Regions from separate parts of the Mus musculus genome. Here region 2 is linked to region 1. A link is a contact called in public promoter capture Hi-C data. All regions are on one chromosome and are shown on one strand. The core of a region is the stretch at or near the end of the contact, and the rest is flanking DNA. Distances in the headings are between cores, read along the strand shown. Region 1 holds the start of Tfap2b (transcription factor AP-2 beta). Region 2 holds the start of Pantr1 (POU domain, class 3, transcription factor 3 adjacent noncoding transcript 1).

Region 1 (3,359 bases), core at 842-3,341:
CTCTTCTCCACTCCCTTCCCCGCCTAGCCCTCCCTCATTTTCCACTTAGCCCTTTATGTTATTCATAACCAAAGAACTAGCACCACACTGATTAGGATAATTCCTCTATGTATATACCCAGAGCTATTTCCACCGCGGCTCTAGCTCCGCCAGTGCTATGTTTACTATGGGCGACGTTCTCTTTAGGATAGTTCAACGCCCTGGAGTTGAACATAATCCCGCCTGTTAGGAATAAAAGGACGCTGAATCCCACCAGGCGGGGAGGCGCGGTTCCTCAGTACACTACCACAAAGAGGAAGGCGAAACCTGAGGTCACCCGAGAAAGAAGAACTCTCTCTCTCTCTCTCTCTCTCTCTCTCTCTCTCTCTCTCTCTCTCTCTCTCTCTCTCCCTCCTCTTTCCTGTCTCTCATTTTCTTCTTGACTTCCTTTTCTTCTACCTTTCTCACTTTCTCATTTACCTCTAAATGAGGTCGTAAGAATGGCAGATCTGGGGGACCCTGGCCACTGGCTCTAGCCGCTCTACCCAGAAAACCTGAGGAGTCGCGGCCACACACCGGACCCAGTTAAGAGCGGTAGGGACAGAGCTAGCGCCTGCCTCCGGACTCTTCTTAGCTGAGCAAGGCTAACACCGCGGTGCTGTCCCAACACCTACAAGGCTCACGGTTCAGATTTCTTTCAGAACCGGTTACTGAGTCTGGGTTGTCCACCTCTGCCCGGTGGCCCAGCCTCGTGCTGCTGTGCTGCTGCGGGTAGCTTTCCAACTTTTCTTCCCCCGCCTCTGCTTCCCTCTTCGCTAAACCCCTTTCGCTTTTTTTTTTTTTTTTTTTTTTTAATCCCGATCCTCAGATATCTTGGAGCTTCGGAGTCTGCCTTCCCTCTCTCGACGTCCCCTTGAGCCTTACTTTCCTTTCCTCTTGAGCTCAGCTCCCCAGCTCCCGGGTTGTGGCGCGGGATCCCTCATCTGTCCCCAGCCGGGCCGCTTCCCCTCGCCCGCCAGCTGGAAGGGCAGCCGGACAGCCTCGCTCGACGCGGACTCCGGAAGCTCTCGGTGGCGTCCGACAAGGCGGAGGGAAAAGCACGGGAGGGATGCGCTTGCCTGGGGACCGGTAGCGGGTAGCACGAAGTGTGGGCAGGCTTCGTTAAAAATGCCCACACGCTGGCGGCTGCCATCTCTGCTTGGAACCACTGACCCGCAAAGAATCAAAATACGACAAAACAAAAATAACAAACCGCGCTCTCTCCCATACGGTACTGGATTTGTTCATACATCCCTCCTTTCCCCTCGCTCTCCCTAGATATCTACCCTCTACCTGCGTACGTTGGTTACCGATTTAAAAAAAAATATTAAAAGTTTAAAAAGCAAAAATTAAAGTCCCAGTCGGCGTGAGGCTTAAAAACCCGATTCTGTCCCGTACTCAAAATGAGGAGAGACTGTTTTTCCCTCACTGTTTGCCTGAATTCCTGGCTCCACGTTACCTACCAGAGTCTACAAGGGGAAGGAGAGAGCCGGAGAGAAAGAAAAACAAAAAGGAAAAGAAAATAGCTCCTAAATTAAACTTCTCACATTCCAACCTTAAAAGTTCCCTTTCTGGAGAGCAAAGTCTCCCAGAGCCAGCCTTAGAAAACTTAAAGAAACCTCAGAAACCCGATCAGAAATCTACGAGTAAATAGCTTAAAATATATCAGCTGGGGTGTCAAAGAAGCTCCAGTTTTCTATCTCCAAAGCTCTAAAATGCATCTGGGGTGTCCGCTCACCTCATAGATGTCTTCGTACTTGACATTCTCCACGAGTTTCCAGAGCATGATCGCAGCCTGGTCTCTAGGAGGTGAGTGCATTCATGTGAGGAGCAGATGTCTGGTTTCTCAGGACTCCGCTGTCTGTAATGATCCATCTATAATTGGAAATGGGGGATACACACCAAATCCGACGCTCCTCTCCCATCGCAACTTATATCTGTTGTCTCAAACAATAGGCTGGAGAAGTAAGCCTCAGCAGACAGAAAAACATTATTGCACACAGGACTTAGATACAACGCGCACGCATACACACACACACACACACACACACACACACACACACACACATGCGCGCGCGCGCGCGCACACACACACACACGCACATGCACACATATATATTATAAAAAATCATAAACATGAATTTACACGCAGATAGTCACATTAGTTACATAAACACCTCTGGGTCACAGAATCCACAGACTAACCGTGCATTTAAAGGGAATATAGTGGTTCAAAACGAGAAATATAAATAGATACATTAAAAATCTGTTTTGAAAATGGCGAATCAATGCAGCCACTAACTAAAGTGTTTTAATAATTGACAATGAGAAACCACGCACATCAGTCCCCAAATTTTCTACATAGTTTTTTTTTTTTTTCTTTTAGGAGAACCATTACTGAGATTTTAAAGACAGTTTTCCTATTCTTGTATATTTAGGGGAGCATTAAAAAAACACCACTAGATTTTTGACTTTGAGTTATATTTCTCTATTGATGCAACCTTATAAAAGTATCATTGTGGAACAAGAATAACACCACTATTTACCACAATGGTTTCTGATATTTTGCTCATTGTGTCTAACACATTTGGAAACTTGAATATCTTGTGGACCCTACAATCTATATTGCTTGTTGCTTTAGGGATTGTTCTATATTTTTAGTGGTTCCTTGGTGTCTTTCTGTTTGCCTGGAGTCTCCATTTTATTAAGTTTTTTCTCTTCCTTTACATGTTGGAAACAACAAAGCACACAATGTTAATCTTGAGACCTTTAACAGGGGTATAGAACATTTTGTATTTGGGTTTATTGCCTGTAATTTGTGATTTTAATCTGATAGACTTGAGACAAGAACACCCAAATCTTTGAGAAGGTTTAAGCTTTGTACTGTTTAAGGAAACAGTGGGAAATGTTTTAAGATGTACAAGAGCAAATATTGTTTGGCCATTTTGCATTGGGGTAGATTTTCTTTTGAATATGTGCTTTTTGAAGTTTAGTTTTTTAAAAAATATTTTCAAAGCATAAATAACAACAAGTACAAAGTTTAACCACTAACCTACCCTCAAGTGGGCACCCTGTAAGGCACAGGATTTTCTTTTTTTTAATTTCATGAGGAATTCTATATTCACTAGCTCCCTCTCCTCCCCATCTTTCCACCCTTTCTGGGTTCTCGGAGGGTTCCCTGGAGTCAGTAGGGAGGCACTGAAGAAGATCTTGGCCCCTGGGGCAGAAAATAAATGACAGGAGGGAATGAGGAGGGTTGGGGTAATTTGGGGTGGAAGTTATTAAACCTGATGAGGGTGAATCTGTAAAGGGAGATTGTCTTTAAACTCCAGTGCATTCTA
Region 2 (3,660 bases), core at 1,056-3,555, about 23 Mb before region 1:
CACCCCACCGCCGCCACCACCGCCGCCGCCGCAGCAGCAGCCGCGGCCGCAGCCGCCGCCGCCGCCGCCGCGCCCCCCCCGCCTCCCGCCTCCTCCCCCCCCGCTCCTCCTCCCCCGCCCCGGGTCCCCGCCGGCCCCGCCGCCTTCTCCGCCGCCTCCTCCTCCGCCGCCTCCGCCCCCGCCGCCGCCGCCGCGGCCCGGGGCTGCAGCTGCAAGGCCGCTTGGCAGGGCGCGGGGGTCGCCGGCTAGCCTCGGTCAGCAGCAGCCGCCGCTGCAGCAGGAGCAGCGCCCTGGGGAGGGGGGATCGCTTCTCCGGGCGAGCTCCGTGGCCAGCCCCTTCAGGGGGGGTCGTGGTCTCCCCCCTGGCCGGGAGCGATCGGCTGGCTCCAGCGAGGCTCGCCCACTGGGGCGGGGACCCGTACTTCGGGCGCTCTCTCGGGGAGCAAGGGCTCCGCGGCTCCTCCTGTCCTCGGACGAGTGCGGACTCTGGCCCGGCACAGGGCTCTGTCCACCTGCTAAGCGAAGGTTTCACGGGAGACAACAAAGGACGAAGCGGTTCCTTTCTTCCTTGGCCAAATTGTGGGTGGCCAGCAATCTGGCCGCTCCTAGTTGGTCCGCTGTCTTCCCTGATCTTCAGCAACACATCTTACTGTTTCCCCTTACTATAGTAAAACTTTTCCGGTCCTTACAGGCGTGGTGATGCTGGCGGCTCGCGTCTGCGGAGTGGGGCGGCTGGCTCCTGTTCTGCCCCCCTGGTTCGCTTCTTTCAAGTTTTGTTTTGTCCTAGGAAAACTTCTTGCGATGGTGCATTTCTCTGAAGTTGTTATTGCCGGAGCTCTTGGACGTCTCTGAAACAAGAGTCCCTTTTCATGTTCCTCGCGACACTCACAGTCTGGTGCGACATCTTTCCTTTTGGGTAGAAATTAGGAAACAAATATAACAAGGCAAAAATTGAACAGGAAAAAAAAATGTCGAATTGTTCTGTTACCTTGTTGCTGAAGGTTGGGGTTGATGTTTTATTTTTTCCCCGGCAGTTGTCTGGAGAAGGAGGAGGAAGAAGAGTGCATTGGTGGAGGTGGAGATGTGTGTGTGCATACAGGGAATCCTTGATACACAACCAACTCCTGTGGGCACGTTGTACCGCTCCTAGAGTACCCGACGGCGGGCGCGGGAGCAGGCGTGCCGGGGCAGAGTTGCAGCCGGAGCTAGCTCTGCGCCCGGATTCTCTCTCTTTCTCTCTGTCTCACTTTCCCTCTCTCTCTCACTCTCTCTCTCCCTCTCTCCTTCTCTCGAGCGCCCGCTCCCGCTAGGATCTGACAGTTCGCTCTCCGTCCCTCCCTCTCAGAGCAGGGACTGTCGAATGTTTACCCTCCGCCGCAAGCGCGCACCCACCACCACACTTTCCCAAATACAAGGAAGTCGAGCACCAGGGCCCCTGCTGATTGGCTACCCGCTGGGTGATTGGCAAGCCTGGAATGACTGGCTTAGGACGCCTGGCCCCCCTTCCGGCCGTTCCGATTGGTTGCTTTTTAATTTAGGCAGAGCGTCGTAGAAGCTGGAAATCTGTTGTCCCCCCCCCCCCGCCCCATCCTCCCTCCTCCGCGCCACTTTCCCCTCCACGCCCCTCCCCCTCCGCCCCCTTCGTCGTCCCCCCCCCTCGCTCCACCCCTCCGCCACATCTTAACTCTTAGTGTCCAGCCCAAACGTCTGCGTTCCCTTGGCGGCTCCCTGTGTTCGCGATTGGTCTGGGGGGGTTGGGAGAGAAATGGAAGAGAAAAGGAGGGGGCGGGTAGAAGGGGGACCAGGAGGAAAATGAAGAGGGGAAAAAAATCTTGAAAAATAGCAGTCTACCCATTCTACCTAGACTGCGTTGTGTCGCACCCCCACCCCACGCGAGAGATTTGTAAAGCGCGCGCCGCGGATGTACGTTCAAGCTAATACCTATAGACAGATGTGTCCCCACTGGTTTCAAAGTTTCCTCTTCCCTTCACGCGCGGGCCCCCATCTCTGTCCTGCAGGAGGTGGGAAAGGAAGGCTTGCCTCGCGCAGAGCTCCTGTGGCCAAGCTTCTTGGAAATCCGCCACTGCAACTTTGTGCAGCCGCGGCGCGCCGGCGGCGACCCTCTTTGTTTAAGTTCTCGGATGCCATCATCTGGGAAACCTGCAGCCCTGTACCAGCGCGGGGCCCGCGCGTGCGAGTCCGACCGCTTGCTGCGGCTGCTCGCTCTCCAACCCCCCCTCCCTCCTTTCCTCCCTCCCACCCACCCTCCTCTGGGATTCTTGCAAGTATCGTGCGTGCCCTTGTGAGTTTGGAGGGTGCCGGTCAACGAAGCCACGCGAGGTATTTGAAAGGCAATCAGCCCGACCGTCCCCCTAGATTCATCGTAAGTGTATTCGATCCCAATGCCTTTAGAATGCAGTGTCTGCCTCAGCTCGCCTAGAGGGCCTAGGGCTGCTAGCTGCTCACCCGCCCCCCACCCCGGTCCCCTTTACCGCTGACTCGTGTGTGTGTGTGTGTGTGTGTGTGTGTGTGTGCGTGCGTGTGTGCGCGCGTGTGAGTGTGTTCATTGGTGGGGTTTTCACTCGCTTGCTATTCTTGGGCATGGGGACGCTTTATTTTCCTCTTTCTTTGGGTCTCAGGTTTTGCGAGGTGGCTGTGACCGCTGTCGACAAGTGCTTTCTCAGCCGCAACCCAGCTGAAAGAGTTAAGGGGCCCGGGAGGAGGAGTGCGCCCGGTAGGCGGGAGAAGAGGGGGTGGTGTGGTGTGTGTGTGTTGGGGGGGGGGGGGACGACGCGGCCAAGCGGAAACGCCGCACAGAGGAACCTCAGCGAACCAAGAAAAAAGAGAAAGTGGCAACGAAAACAAGGACAAATTAAATCCTCCTTGGGGATTTCCAATGAACTAACCCAATTCGGACATTCAATAAATACACGACTCTTAATGAGTGTGCGTGTGCTTGCACCCCGCACCCTCAGCTGCAGGGCACCGGACCGCAATCTGCAGTTTCTAGTCCAAGCAGCAGCCGAGAACGTAACCCGGCGGTCGGTGTGCTCCGAATATAAAGAACTGGCCTGCCTTCTCCCCGATGCATAATTTCTCTAGAGGGCTCACTTCTGTGAACTCAGTTACAGAGGGAGCTCTCCAGCTCAGCAGCAGCCTCGCAGCCTCTGCGTGATCTCGAGATTAACCGTAGACGCGGGGCATTTATGTAGGATCGGGTCCAGCTCCTGCTTGCCGGGGTGAAAAGATACCATCGTAGAAACAGATCTAAAAGGCAGCAGTAACCAAAGCCCCAAAACAGAACGGATTCCCCCCTCCATTCCAAAAGGTTCCTTTTTATATTTATATATGCGTATATGTATATATAAAAGATGGAACACAGATTTCATTGAATAAATCTGAGATCTCCAGGTGCAGACGTTTGAATAGTCGGTGCCAGCACCCCGTGTTTTCCTTTCCTGCCGATTTTGCTTGGATCCGGCTCAAAAACCGAAAGAGTCTCGTGGTTTTGTTTACACTGAATGGGGAGGATAGGAACAGAGCCATGGGGCCGCCTTTCATTAATATACAGTGAGGATTTTGTCTAAATTACTGCTATGAGTTTCACAGTACACGCTTTCAAAAGCCGTCTCAGGTGGCCTGATGAAACGGGATAGCGCC

Evidence for each region. Promoter capture Hi-C pulls out the DNA fragments that hold promoters and counts their contacts.
Region 2: a promoter capture Hi-C map of embryonic stem cells shows a contact between it and region 1. The contact joins the promoter of Pantr1 here to the promoter of Tfap2b in region 1. A contact is called at or near these places in 2 of 39 promoter capture datasets (cranial neural crest and embryonic stem cells), 5 of 484 Hi-C or Micro-C datasets (embryonic stem cells and epiblasts) and 1 of 115 datasets of contacts at active chromatin or transcription factors (embryonic stem cells).

Annotation. Positions count from the first base shown.
Region 1 is chr1:19,207,646-19,211,004 of GRCm38.p6, reverse strand. Tfap2b (transcription factor AP-2 beta) reads right to left here and starts at 2,091. Exons shown (of 7, transcript NM_009334.3): 1 at 1,757-2,091. The coding sequence starts at 1,837.
Region 2 is chr1:42,693,470-42,697,129 of GRCm38.p6, reverse strand. Pantr1 (POU domain, class 3, transcription factor 3 adjacent noncoding transcript 1) reads left to right here and starts at 2,305. Exons shown (of 4, transcript NR_027826.2): 1 at 2,305-2,383. It overlaps Pou3f3 (POU domain, class 3, transcription factor 3), which reads right to left and starts at 1,362. Exons shown (of 1, transcript NM_008900.3): 1 at 1-1,362. All of the region lies in intron 1 of Gm46091 (predicted gene, 46091), which reads right to left.